2 separate regions of the Rattus norvegicus genome follow, and region 2 is linked to region 1. A link is a contact called in public Hi-C data. All regions are on one chromosome and are shown on one strand. Each heading gives the region's core, a stretch centred on a gene start, on an enhancer-like site or on the middle of the called end of the contact. The rest is flanking DNA. Distances are from core to core; before and after follow the strand shown.

Region 1 (7,336 bases), core at 3,362-5,861:
AGCAGCCCCAATGCTAGTCTTGCCCTGCTGCCGGGGGCTTGCTTGGAGGCTGCTGAGGCTGCATAAACTGCAACAACAATTTGCAATACATTTAGGAATTGCTTTTGCTCCCTGCACAGGTATACACGACAGCCATATGGGAGTGGCCCAGTTTTGTAGCTAGAAAGATGACCGACCACATCAAGGCTATGCTGAAGTGTTTGTTTTAAGCAGTGGAGACTCACCAAAGACTTCTGAACAAGACCACAACACAATCTCATTCATGGCCTATAAATGTGGTGCACGTGGGACATCGAATTGGCTAAAGGGTCAGGGGTGGGGCAGCTGGAGGCCAGGTGGACAACAGAGAAGTCGCACATACCACAAGTCACAGAACCTTTGCAGATGATTCTTGTCACCTCTGACAAGAACGTCTGGTAGCAGGTTAACTTAAGATGACATCCTGCAGCAAAGCCAGACTTTAGGACGGTCTAGGATTGAAATGACCGTGTGACATGCTGGGTGTGCAACCCTGAGGAGGAGGCTCACGCCACAGGCAGGGACTAACTGTCAGTGCTATTTTTACATGTGACCTTTCTCCAAACTTACTTTGGGCTAGCTACCAAAGCAAGCTTTTTCTTCTTCTGACATTTACATATTTTGCGTGTATGTGTGTGGTGTGCATGCTGAGGTCAGAGGACAACCTGTGGAGCCACTTCTCTCCTTCCAACATATGGTTCCTGGGGATTTAATTCAGGCTCTAAGGCTTGGCAGCAAGTGCCACAACCAAATGTGCTATCTGGATGGCCCGCAGGGCTTTTTTGAGACCGGTCTCACATAGCCCAGGCTAGCCTCAAATTCAACCTATTCCTAAGGATGACTCTGAATTTCTGATCCTCCTGTCTCCATCTCTAGAGTGTCAGGACTGCGGGCATGTGCCTCAACACCCATTTATTTAGTCCTGGGGATTGAACCTGGAGTTCTGTGCATGCTAAGTAAACACTATCACCTGAGCATGCACTCCGGCTTCATAGCGAGGTTCCTGAATTGAGAAACAAACTCAGCCTCTCACAGCGATGTAAAAAGCGTGTTAACAAGTATCCTGAAGTGTTAATATTCACTCATAGCTGCCTGCTGCAGGAGCTCCCTTTTAACCTAGAGTAAGAAGGCCAAGCTCTGCACAAAGACTGCCTAGCAGCTGCCCGTTTGCTTTAGAGGGCACCTCTTCCGCTTACACAGCTCAGTACAGGGACAGCACTCTAATGAGACATGAGCCCGTACCCTGCCATAAATGCAGATCCACTATATACCTGATGTACTGACAGAGGAAACAGGTTCTAAACCATCATTTGTTTTCTTCCCTGTATCTAAAACCTTTTCTTCTCTTTCTGAGACAGCTTCTTGCTATAAAGTCCTGGGTATTCTAGAACTCCCTATGTAGCTCAGGCTGGTTTTAAATGTGCCATCCTCCTGCTTCAGCCTCTGAGTGCTGGGGCCACGTAAATGTGCTCACCATGCTTGGCTAAGACTCTGACTGTGAAATCGCAAAGCCATCTTGCTGACACGTGGAAGGGCAGAAGAATGTCCATCCCCCAGTCCCAGTGGACACCATTCGAGACCTCAGGACCTTCAGAGAACACTTGGCAGTGACCATGATACGTGAGTTGCACATTTGACATGCTCTAACCCACTTCCCTGCTGCTCCAATTCTCATATCTAGAAACCTGTGTCTACACCTGGGAACACGGTGGAGTATTACCATCCCCTGGAACACAGTACAGTATCACCATACCCCCGGCCCCATCCCTTGTATCCACAGCTTTAAGTGGCTTTAGAATCTTCTCTAGAACCTTTGGAAGGTTGGGGTAATGATGGACAGGATCTCACTGTACAGCCCCGGCTGGCCTGGAACTTGCTATATAGCCTAGGTAGGCCTTTCACTCACCATCCTTCTGCCTCTGCCTCCCAAGGTCTGGCATTACAGAACTGGGCCACCACACCTGGCTAGAAGCTTTAAAGGTGGGAGAGAAAAATAAAAGATGACTTTTAGAGACTAATGTCCTAGGCACTTCCTCCTAAATAATTAATTCTCTCTATTCATAGGTTTCTCTGTATTAGCTCTCTGCGTGGGAGCAAGACTCTCTCAGGAGCTCACTGTACACTCATCTCTCTAAGGTGACTGCATTCATGTCACCATCCAGATCTTCCTTATCTTCTGATGTGCAAACCAAGTTCACCTCCATCCAGGACTATTTTCTCCCTGCTCCAAAGCCAAGAGCAGGTTTAAGCCATTTAACTTAACCTAGTAACAGACACTTAGTGAGATATGTAATCGCTCTGCACGATGGCTTATTAAGTCTTTGCATTCGTTAAAGTCAATTAAAATAAAAACACAACAAACCACTGACATGTTAAATCACTATTTTACAGGCAAGAAAATATAGAGTTTAACTTCATGTTCAATCCTTTGTCCATGGCCAGATCTTCACTACGATAGGCAATAGACGGAAATACACGAGACCTGCAGAGGACTGAGCAGTCAAGTACAGGATTGCTCAGGGGCACACAGAGTATGACTAACGGTCTTGAGGCTAAGGAAGGAAGGGCTAAAGACACTTGTCTTAGGACAAGTTACCCATGAATCTGGACTTCAGAGACCTCCATGACAGTATGGAAATGAGGCCAAGGATGGAGTATGGAACCTCAGAAAAATAATTTAGGAAAGGTAAACACGGAGCCAGATTATGATAAGAGGGCTCTACTTTTTTTTTGGTCCTGGGAGCACTAAGGAACCACTAATTCCTTTGACCAAATGAGATTAGAAACACTCCTTCAAGAGACCATCAGTTAAGGGTGAAGTGCACAGAACAGCGAGTGAGAGGCAGCAGGCAGCAATAGTGGCGGGAAACCTACTGGGATGGCATTATAGCACCATGATAGCACTTGATGACCTTGGGGTCAGGGTGGGGTCTGGAGGCAATTCTGAAAAAGAGAAAAAGGTGACAGCCATGCCCGGAGTGCTGGCTTGGACACCACAGGCGGTAAAGCATCATTCATTAAGGTGGGATTCGAGGAAGGTTGCTTTCTTAGGCAAGGGACTGTGAATCTGCTTGCTGCTTTTCCAGAAGGCTCAATTCATCCGTGTGCCAGCTTATAACCACTTGTTAACTTCAGCCCCAGGCGTTTTCTGGCCTCTAACACCATTTTCTGGCCTCTGTGAGCTCCATTCACATGTGACATACACACAGACTTTTTTTTTTTTTTTTTAAGTTTTAGATCTAAGCAGGGATATCTAACACACAGTTAGAAAGCTCTAGGAAAGATGTAGTATGGATTTGGAGCTACCTCAAGGCAACGAACGAAAAACACCAGATTGGATAAGAATATCCAAGACTTCAGAGGACGTTATCTTGTGATGCAGTACAAAAGGTTAAGTGGTTTTTCCAGAGTGAGCATTTTAGAGTGTCTGTCAATCCTTTAAAAACCTACCATGGTCTCGGGCCACAAGTTAGGTAGGAATAGTGAGTGGTCACCTACATGAGCAAACTGTAGAGAATTCTGGATGACACCCACATGTCTGAAAAGGAGAAGGGGACAAGGGGACCCACCATGGCTGTCCAAGGCACAACAAACAGTACTCAGCCAAGAGTGGTTAGTTGTGACACAAGATTAAGGTGTGAAACTGCTACTAGAATCGACAAAACAGGCAGTGATCTTGTTTACAACCATCATACTGAGTGCTTAGGACTCAAGTGCCCGGCACAGTCCTGGGTGGTAATGCAAGATCAAGTGGAAACTCAGCAGAAATCACTTTAAAAAAGGGGGGGGGGGGTGTTAGGGAGAGGCTGTCATCTGCAGTCATTCTGAGGTTCCTACCGAAGCTTCCTCATTACCTAGCCACAAGGCCAGACATCTCTGTACACACACCTGAGTCAATTCTGACAAACTCTAAGACAAGAATAACAATCTCAAGGTTGCTCTGAGGAGTCAGACAAGACAAGGTTCATGAACTATCTGGCACCGGATTGGCCAGAATGGCTTGGATATAGCTTGCCTTGCAGAGAACACAGCGATTGGGAGAAACGGACAAAAGACGGATCCACCAGGGACCCTGAGAAAGGTGGGAAGCACAGAATGGAGGGAACTCTCTCACTCTTTCATTTCCCCTGTCAAACAGTGAAGACAGAAAGGCAAGATCGCTCAGTTGGTTAAGGTACTTGCCACCAAGCTTTACAAACTCCACCAGAGTTCCATCCCGCGAACCACAAAGGTGGAAAGCATGGAACAGACTGCCGCCAAGTTGCCTTCTAAGCTCTACACGTGCCTCGTGGAATCCACGCGCCCGCGGTCCCCACCCCAACACAAAGTAAGTAAATCCAATTGAAACATTTAAAAGCAAAGGGCGGTCCAAGAATCGGGAGCTGCAAGGAGAGCCCCGGGACACCAAGAGACACTGTGCAGAGGGCCGGACGCAAGGGGCGCGTCCCACAGCACGCGACCCCCGTGGCCCGGGTTCCCGCTCACCAGTAGGTTCTCTACGTTGATGGGGTCCCGGCAGCGGCGGCGCACGGTCTCCTGAGCCGGGTCCACCAGCAGGCTGGGCAGTTTCCGCGCCGTCCGCTGCTGACTCATGATGTCCCGCGCCCCTCGCGCCCCACGCGCCCTCCCGCCTTTCCGGGAGGCTCGGTGCGCGCGCTCCCGGCCCCTTCAGCGCCGCCCGCTCCACCCACGGAGCACTGCGGCTTCACTCACGGAGCGTCGCGGTCCCACTCGCCTAGCGCTGCCCTCAGGCGCGGAGGGGATCGGGGTAGGCGCGCAGGGGGACCAGGGTGACCAGGGTGACCTCAGAGGCACTCAGGTCCCCGAGCCGGCCATCTTCCCGCATGCGCAGTGCGCCTGCCTTTGCACATGCGCACCGCCTTCCCTGGAGATCTCCCGCGCACACGCGTCCTCGCCCGCAGCTGACACCCGGGTGTTCCGGAGGATGGATCCTCGGAGAGGGTGGCGGGGAAGCGGGGGTGGGGAGAGGTAAGAAAAGAGGTGGAGCAGGGATTCCGGGGTACCAGAGTCGGCGCTCCCTAGTCCGGACCCGCGACCGGCGGACTGCAGGGGCTGAGTGCCCAGGGACGATGACAGTCCCGCTCCCATCACGCATCTAAGGGTGTTTAGCACATGCTCATAAACAAGCCATCCTGGAGGGACCAGAACGAGCGCCGTAGAGATCCAGGCAGGGAGATCATGTGTTTGAATTCGAAGTCAGCTAAAGTTCATCCTTAGAGTATACGTTGTCCCAAAAGCACAAACTTTTTTTTTTCTGTATCAGTTCTTGAATAGTTATTGTATCAGGTATTGGGCTGGCTCAAGAAGATACTGTTTTAAATATAACAGACTGGATCCAGAATCCAATGGAGGAGATAGATAAAACATCTTAACTGGAGCTTGGAGAGATGGTTCTACGTTTAGGAGCACTGGCTGCCCTACCAGAGGACCTGAGTTCAATTCTCATTACCCACACATTGGCTCAAACCATCTGTTAACTCCAGGCCCAGGGGAATCTAATGCCCTTTTTCTGATCTCCATAGGCACCAGGCACACACATGTTAATATGATATATATATATATATATATATATATACACACACACACACACATATACACACACACATATATATATGCAAAACACACACACACACACACACATATATATATATATATATATATATGCTAAACTAAACTTAAAAAAGAAAAGAGAGGGGTTGGGGATTTAGCTCAGTGGTAGAGCGCTTGCCTAGCAAGCGCAAGGCCCTGGTTTCTGTCCTTAGCTCCGGAAAAAAAAAAGTTACCTGGAGTCACAGATAGCTTTTCAAATTGTAAGATCTTAAGCAAGTTTCTAAAAGTCATTCTGTGACTTAGTTTCTCAATTTGTAATGTGGGGAGTTCTTACTGAATAAAGATACCAACTTGTTCTTTCTAAAGCCTGTCTCTATAAAATTGTTCCAGTAAACTGCCTCTCCCCGCCCCCACTCCGTGTGTCCTCTGATTCATTCTGTCAAATCTTTCTCTAACTTCTCACTTTGCCCTCAATTAGATGTTACTTTTAAACGTGGCTGCTTTCTTCTACAAACCAATCTTACGTTCATTATTAGGGATTAAAGGCATGTCTATATTCCATTCAGGTTGTACTATAATCCAGAGTGTGTCTGTATTTGGTCAGATCATATAGACCTAGAAAGTCTTTGGGTGTGATCCCTTGCCAGAGTAGCCCTGTTGCTGGATTAAAATCCCTTTACAATGTGATTTGGTGTTTTGCCTGCCTGCATGTCTCTGTGTGGGCATCAGGTCCTCTGGAATTGGAATTACAGACAGTTGTGAGCCACCATGTGGGTGCTGGAAATTGAACCTGGGTCCTCTAGAGGAACAGTCAGTGTTCTTAACCACTGAGTCATCTTTCCCACACCTATTCACTTATTTTTTTTTTTTTTTGGTTCTTTTTTTCGGAGCTGGGGATCGAACCCAGGGCCCTATTCACTTATTTTTAAATTATGGGTATGTGTGAGTATGTGCACATGAGTGCAATGCCTTCAGAGGCTTGAGGCTTCTGGTTCCCTGGGAGCTGGAGTTGCAAGTGGTTGTGAACCTCTGGTTATGGAGGCTCTGGTCCTCTTGGAAAGGCAGATGTGCTCTTAACTACAGAGCCATGTCTCCAGCTCCTCTGTGTTTGAATGGAAGGGTAACACAATGTGGAAATTCCAGGTTGGAGGGAAGCTTAGTGAGGGCAGGAAGGACTTTTGGAGGAAGTTGGCTCCCACTAGATTATACATTTCTAGGGGTCAGATGTCTTGTTAGGGGGTCAGAGGTCTTTTGTCCTCCTGGGATCACCAGTGTTCAGCTAGGAGCATGGCAGGCAGCAAGCAATCTGTAAATGTTTGCCGAAGACTGATAAAAATAGAATACAGCTGTAGCGAGGTCAGCTTTAGGAAAGAGCACGTTTTATGCAGAGTGGAGAGTTTCTCAGAGCTACTAGGAGAGCCTCTGCCACAAGGAGTTCAGAGAGATCCAGTGCTGGAGAACAGGCATGGCTAATTTTAAGGCCCCTTTATCCAGCCTCTGTTAAATGTCAAACCCTCTCTATACTTTTGCTCACGTAAATCTCATATCAGATCTGTAGGGTATGGCCAAGAGTATACTCAGAATGGCATAGAACACTCTGGACACTGAGGCAGGACCACCAGAAGTTGGAGGTCAGACTGGGTTACATAATGAGAGACCAGTTTACAGATCAGAAAATCGGAGAGATGGGCTCAGTGGTTTAAGAGCACTGACTGTTCTTCCAGAGGTCCTGAGTTCAGATCCCAGC
Region 2 (7,336 bases), core at 2,587-5,086, 200 kb before region 1:
ATTTCCTGTCACGCAGGCAGGAGGCCAAGGCTCACATCCTCACAAGCCTCACAAGCCACATGGCTGTCCCTAACTGCTGGGTGCCACGGCCCACATCAGCCTGGTAAGGACTTCTTTCGCACACCAAAAGGACTTCCGGGGGCGACAGCTTCCATTCTCTCCAAGAAGAGAAATCTCCCCGGATGCAAGGGAGCCAGCCAGAGGTGCTGCACCCAAGCATGGTGAGGACTCAATATCAGAGTACTGTGCGGGATTTACGCTGCCACCCTAGAGACATTGTCACCCACAAAACTGCCCAGTTATGGGAGGAAAAACAAAGGAGAAGAGAAAGGCCACATCCCATCAGTCTGTTTGGACCCATGTGTCAGTGTTACAACTCAGAAGGGAAAGAATCCTGGACCGCAAAGTCACACGGGACAAGGAACCCAGGAGAGAGAGGCAGCAGGGAACTGAGTGGGAGGCAGGGGTCTGTAAAGTTTCTTGTGGGATGGAGTTTTCCAGGGCGGGGATTGGTAGGATTCAAGACCTGAGCTTGGGGCAAGCTCAGGGATTGGTGGTTTGGTTTTTGTTTTTGTTTTTTTTTTTTTGTTTTTTTGTTTTTTTGTTTTGTTTTTTTTTTTTTTGGTTCTTTTTTTCGGAGCTGGGGACCGAGATTGGTGGTTTTTTTAAGCCCCGGAATTGATCTCAGGTTTTTTACCCGACGCGAAGCTCTGCAACACTCCACAGCTGTCCTGCATATCAACACCAAATGACTCAAGGTGCTCAAGGTGCTCCCTGCCTGCCCACTGAGTCTCTGCTACACTAGCCTCTGCTTGAGACCACTGTGGCTTCAGCACCACCCTTCCCAAGGGTCGCAGCCATGGAAGGCTCCTCGGTCCCTTCCTGATGGTTCTAACTTTGCGGTTACCTTGGTGGTTATAACTTATCACTGCCGGCTCTGTGCAGAATAAGGTACAAAATATTCACACGCCTGGCTGCATCTGTATCCGACCTCGAGCCCCAAACTATGCCTCCTCCCTTGTCTTCTCTCTTGTACCTTCAAAATCCTTCTCATCTGTAAAGATTAAATCCTGCTGCCTCTTTTGTAATGAAATTTTCCTGGGGAGAAGCAACAGGCATCTGTTAACCCCAGATAGAGAACCTACGACAGACCAAAGTATGGATACCACCAAAGTCTTAGTAGGTAAACCAATGAGTTTTACTGGGATTACTTACAGAGGTAGATATGAGTCAGACAGTTGCATCACCCAAGACCACAACAGTGTGGGTGACAGCTCACAAAAGTTGGCAGCCTGGTGCACACGGTACAACCTGCAGGCAACTCAACAGGTAGGGGAGTGTGCTTTCCAAGTGGCTCTGTTGTTCTTCCCCGCTGCTCCAGAGGTCTCTGCTTCTTCCAGGCCACTTGGGTGGTCTCCTAAGTCTCCTTTGCAGCTTGGTTCCTTTTAGTGGAACTCTCAGCACTGGCTATTGTTCACTGTCAGGAAAGGAGGAGCCTAGTGAATCTGGTCAGTTTCAGGGACTTCCTGGTATTCTTTTGTTTACTTTGTATCCTAAGGAGCTTCACTGCTGGAGAGGAAACAGACACACAATAAGAGAGCAGAAACTAGAGGAGGTGTGAACTATTGGCTGAGTCCCAGAGCATCTCTCCACTTAAGGCACCTCTGTCTACACTTGGTTAACTGTTTCTGTTCTCTGGCTGTACAGGGAAGGAGCACCTTGCCTAACAGGAGTCAGACACAAAGTGTGAGGGAAGGATTGAGAGGTCTATCAATAGACCCAGCTCCAACGATAAAGAAGAAAAGAGGGTGCCTGGAACAGCAGATGGGAGGGTCTGAGTTTGGCTGAGCTGGATGAAAAACCCACTGGTGCCACAGAAAGAACTGGGCTTCTCAGGATTAGGGAAGAAACAGAAGTGGGTGCGCAGCAGAACTCCCACCCTTAAGTCTGCAATGTGCCTCTTATGATAAGCTAACTCAGGCCACCTTGACAATCACCCCTGTTGTATTCTTCCCTGTAGACTGGGTTTCACTGCGGTCCTGAGTGTGACACAGTGTAGAGCCTATGTCTACTAAAGCTGCCGAGGGTGGTTGGAAGGCTCCGCAGTATCAATGACAGGACGCTGCAGGTTCTCTGGGCTTTCAGAAGGAGCATACATTGCGGCCCTGGCTAGTTTTAGGTCAGCTTAACACAAGCTAAAGTCATCAGCGAGGGGGGAGCATCAGTTGAGAAAATGCCTCCATAAGATCCAGCTGTAAGGCATTTTTAAAATTTTCTTCCTCCATAATTCACTTTAAAAGGAAAACTTTTTATTGATTCTTTGTGAGTTTCACATTATGCAGCCCAGTCCCATTCATCTCCCATACCTTCATCCCTTCGTATCCACCCTTTGTCCTTGCCACCTCCCCACAAAATAGCCTCTCTCTCTCTCTCTCTCTCTCTCTCTCTCTCTCTCTCTCTCTTCTCTCTCTCTCTCTCTCTCTCTCTCTCACACACACACACACACACACACACACACACACACACACACAAAGAGAAAAAGAAAAAAGACCTAGAAAACATCTCATTGTAGAAGCTGCAGTGTGTCCCACAGTACATCCTTCTGTCCCACACCGTCACTTGCAAATGTTCATTGCAGTGAGTCATTGGCCTGCGCTTCCAGGTCTCTGGCTCCTGTGACACCATCCACATTGGATTGTCACCAGGACTCCTCCTCATTATCCTGTTGTTGCTTCATGTTGTGGGGATCCTACAGCTTTGGATAAGCAGGACTGGCCCTTTCGTGTGTCCCAACCATTTGCAAACGATATAGATTTTGGAGTAGGCCAATTCAGAGCCCGGGATCTGGGCACGGGTGGTAACTGAGAGGGTCAGCGCCTCAACGTTCCCTTCTCTGTACCTCCAGGGATAGCTGTCCAGCACGGCTCCAGCTAGACCACCCAGTGCTGACGTGGGCAGGAGGCACGTTCATCTCTCCTGTTCTCATGCCCTCTGGCCTGGATCCCCGTCCCTTCACCGTCAGGGCCAGCTCCACTGTGCTGCCCAGTTAAGGTGCAGAGCCAGCTCTTCTGAGTGCTGCTGCTAGTGAGGGGGTGGGGCTAGTGAGTCATGTCTTAGTGATTGATTGATTGATTGATGGGGGAGGGCCCAGGCCATCCCTGGGTAGGAGGTCCTGGGTTTTAAGGCTGAAGGCTGACGAGATGCCTCAGTTCATTGGCTGCTCTTCCAGAGGTCCTGAGTTCAATTCCCAGCAACCACACGGTGGCTCACAACCATCTACGATATGGTCTGATGCCCTCTTCTGGCATGCAGGTGTACATGCAGCTAGAGCACTTATATACATTAAACAAACAAACAAATCTTTTTTAAAGATAGCAGGCCATGTAAGCCAGTAAGCAATAGCCCTCCACGGTTTCTGCATCAGCTCCTATCTACAGGTTTTAGCCCTGTTTGAGTTCCTGTCCCGAATTCCTTTAATGATGGATTACTATATGGAAGTGGAAGCCAGATAAGCCATTTCCTTCCTAACTTGCTTTGATATTTCCTTACAGCAATTAGAAACCCTAATTAAGATATCTTCACTTCCTGCCCCTGCTCTTTTGGTCTGGGAGGCTGAGTTTTCCACCAGGGGGAAGCACACGACCGTGCTCGAGTTCACCAGCCTTCCCAGATCCCCGGAGCATGGAGCACTCACCGCCTCCCGAGATCCAGCGTCAGACACTGTCCCGCCCTCCTGCTCAGGGGAAGAACTGGGCAAAGCACCTACCATCTGCACCCACTGAGTGGCTCAGACGTCCTCAGAGGGCACAAACCGGGTCCGCCCCTTCCGCCCCATGCGCACTCGGGACTCGCCTGTTCCCTGGGCGACGGTCAACACAGGCAGGGCTGCAAAACACAGCTGGGCACAGATGCTGTCCCAGCCTGGAGTGTTTTTGGTCCCCATCTGCCACTCTCTCTGAGCTCGAGATCCGGTGTGGGACGATGTGGGAACACCTTGTGCAGGTTATTCTGGGTTAAGACGAGAGAGTCTCAACCAGTCTTTCTCTTTTCTTTCTTCTCTTCCTCTCCTGCTTATCTAGCCTGCCATGGGCAGCCAACACACTGGGCTTCCTAGAACCACATCATCAGGGTACCAACTGCCCCCTACCAGGCAGCTTGCCACAATTTCCCCGGGCCGGGATGGCCCGGCAGCAGGCAGGGCTCTCGTGGGTGGTTCCCAGGGGACTCTAGCCCCGGGTGTGCAGCAGGACCAGCTGTGGAGGGAGCTTGTGGAAGCCGAAGCGCGGGGCCAGCGGCGTTGGTGAGTGTCCTGCCCCGCCTCCTTTCTCCCTGAGACCTCCCACACCTCCACTCGCCTTGGTCTGAGAAAGTGCTGAGGATATATGGAAAGATCAGAGGGGGAGAACATGGAAGTAGGGTGTGAGAGAGGTCAGCAGAGGCTCAGACTATGGAGGAGCCAAGGCACTCTTTCCCAAAGATAGCAGGGAATACAGGCATAGACAGGGCTCTGGGCCCATCTCCGGACAAACAATAACATCTCTATCCTCTTCTGGGAAGAAGTTGGCAGCTGGAAACCAGGTACTGCCTGGGGCGGGATGCTGGTCTGGGGGTTGGGTTGGGGAGCCTTGTTCTTGCTTTTATTCAGTGAAGAATACTAGGGGAAGCGTGGTAGGTTTGTTTGCCCAGGGTACCAAGGGGGTCTCCCTTCCAGGACAAAAGGCAACTAAAACACGTTAGGCTTCAGCTTTACATATTAGACATTTTTTTTTTCGGAGCTGAGGACCGAACCCAGGGCCTTGCGCTTGCTAGGCAAGTGCTCTACCACTGAGCTAAATCCCCAACCCCTCATATTAGACATTTTTAAAGAATGCACAAGTGGGGCCAGAGAGATGGCTCAGTGGGTAAGAGCACTGACTGCTCTTCCAGAGATCCTGAGTTCAATTCCCAGCAACCACATGGTGGCTCACAACCATCTGTAATGGAATATGATGCCCTCTTCTGGTTTGTCTTAAAAAAGCTACAGTATCTGCGCATGCATATATATATATATGTATATATATATATGTATGTATATATATGTATATATATATCATCTTTTAAAAAAACAGAAATGCCTTTCTATTACTGTGATAAAACACCATGACTAAGGCAGCTTACAAAGCCCACCCAATGACACACCTCCTCTAACAAGGCCTCACCTCCTAATCCTTTCCAAACAGTTCCACCAATAGGAGCCAACTGTTCAAATAAATAAGCATATAGAGATCATTCTCATCCAAACCATCGCAAAAGGTGATGACCAAAGGCTGCAATCCCAGCATTGGGAAGGTAGAGTCAGGAGGACCCAAAGGTCAAGTTTGCCTGCTGTAACTTGTACACCTTTAATCCCAGGGGCAGAGGGGCAGAGGGGCAGAGGGGGAAAGGGGCAGAGGGGCAGAGGGGCAGAGGGGCAGAGGGGCAGAGGGGCAGAGGGGCAGAGGGGCAGAGGGGCAGAGGGGCAGAGGGGCAGAGGGGCAGAAGCGCAGAGGGGCAGAGGGGCAAAGGGGCAAAGGGGCAAAGGCAGGCAGATCTCTGTGAATTCAAAGCCAGCCTGGTTTACATAGAAAGTTCCAGGCCAGCAGGACCACAATAAGAACCCATCTCAAGTTTAAATAAGAGGAGAAGAAGAAGAAGGAGGAGGAAGAGGAGGAGGAAGAGGAGGAGGAGGAGGAGGAAGAAGAAGAAGAGGAAGAGGAGTCGTTGTCGTCCAAGGTCATTGTCAGCTACATCAAGAGTCCTGAGCATGGACTGGAGAGATGGCTCAGAGGTTAAGAGCACTGACTGCTTTTCCAGAGGTCCTGAGTTCAATTCCCAGCAACCACATGGTGGCTCATGACCATGTGTAATGGGATCCGATGCCCTCTTCTGGTGTGTCTGTAAATAGCTACAGTGTACTTATATAAAAATAAAAAATAAATAAACCTTTAAAATTTTTTTCTGAGCTAACCTGGACTAGAATAAAAGAAGAAATAAGGATCATGTAAACTAGAAGCGCTAAACACACCTGGAGTAGGACGAATATGTGGAAATCACAAAAGCAAGATAGAAAAAGTAACTGGCCACTCTGTGTGCTGCTCCATAAATAAAGCATGGGCACTTGGCATTCATCGTGGTTACATAGCGTTTTAATTCCCCCATGGTAATACAAACACTTAAAGACATAGTAGAAGTTAATTTTCAGGATATTCCAGAAAACAAACAAACAAACAAGATACAATCGAGCTGGAGAGGTGGCTGAGTGGTTAAGAGCACTGGCTGCTCTTCCAAAAGACCTGGGTTCAATTCCCAGCAACCGCATGCTGTCAGTATTTCTAGTTCTAGGGAACCCGACACCCTCACACAGATCTATATGTCAGCAGAACACCAGTGTACATTAAGAAACAAACAAACAAAAAACCTTGATAATCGTGTGCTTTCTTTCCAGGGCTGAGAATTGGGGTTTCCTGAAGGACTATGACCCTCTGGTAAGACACAACCCCCAACCTCCAGAAAACTGCTTTCAGTGTGGACATCTGCCCTTTCTTTCTTCCTTCATTTAACTAAATTTTTTTTGAGGACCTACTCTGCGCTCTGAGCAGAATAGAAGTGAGGAATAAAAGTGTTGTTTTAAGTAACTAGGGGTCTAATGGAAAAGAAAATATTTATATAGAACACTTAGAAAAAAAGTATCCAGTATTTGTTGATTTTATTAAAGATATATTTTCACTGGGAGGTGGTAGCACATGCCTTTACTCCCAGCACTTGGGGGACAGATGCAAGTGGATCTGAGGTTGAGACCGGCCTGCTCTACGTAGAGAGTTCCAGGATAGTCAGGGCTATGCAGAAAAACCCTGTCTCAAAAAAACCAACCAACCAACTAAAGATATATTTTTCTTTTTGGAAGTGTGTGGTGTGTATATGTGTGTGCTTCCCTGTGTGTGTATGCTTGTATATACAGTTGTAGGAGAGAAAGGGGAGGCTGGAGAGACAGTTTTTCATAATATGGATATTGAGAACTGAACTCTCGACATTTGGAAGTGTGAGCCTTAGCCCTTAGTGGGTGAGCTATCTCTCCAGCTCTGCTGGTTTTAATAAAAATAAACCAACTGAGCCAGGTGGTGATGCACACCTTTAATCCCCAGCCCTTTGGAGGCAGAGGCAGGCACATCACTGTAGCATTAAGGCCTGTCTCTTCTGAATAGCCAGGGCTGCGGAAGTGGCTTGTGTCTGTCTTGTCTCATGGCTCATTTATTGAGGAGACTTCTCCCCTCCTTAAGGAGTCTGTTGTGTGTATGAATGTGTGCCCAAGTCCCCTGAG

The links. Hi-C and Micro-C count contacts between places; a contact is called where the count stands out from the background.
Region 2: a contact with region 1 is called in a Hi-C map of Schwann cells, with 16 times the contacts expected there. The contact joins the promoter of C6h2orf50 here to the promoter of E2f6 in region 1. A contact is called at or near these places in 10 of 12 Hi-C or Micro-C datasets (the A7r5 cell line, the Rat2 cell line, Schwann cells and 6 more).

The regions. Positions count from the first base shown.
Region 1 is chr6:45,318,533-45,325,868 of GRCr8, reverse strand. E2f6 (E2F transcription factor 6) reads right to left here and starts at 4,611. Exons shown (of 7, transcript NM_001100717.2): 1 at 4,504-4,611. The coding sequence starts at 4,611. It also overlaps a transcript of Greb1 not described here.
Region 2 is chr6:45,522,310-45,529,645 of GRCr8, reverse strand. C6h2orf50 (similar to human chromosome 2 open reading frame 50) reads left to right here and starts at 3,836. Exons shown (of 4, transcript NM_001415120.1): 1 at 3,836-4,300; 2 at 6,464-6,503. The coding sequence starts at 4,086. LOC134479346 (a long non-coding RNA gene) reads right to left here and starts at 3,903. Exons shown (of 2, transcript XR_010052536.1): 1 at 3,767-3,903; 2 at 1,177-1,569.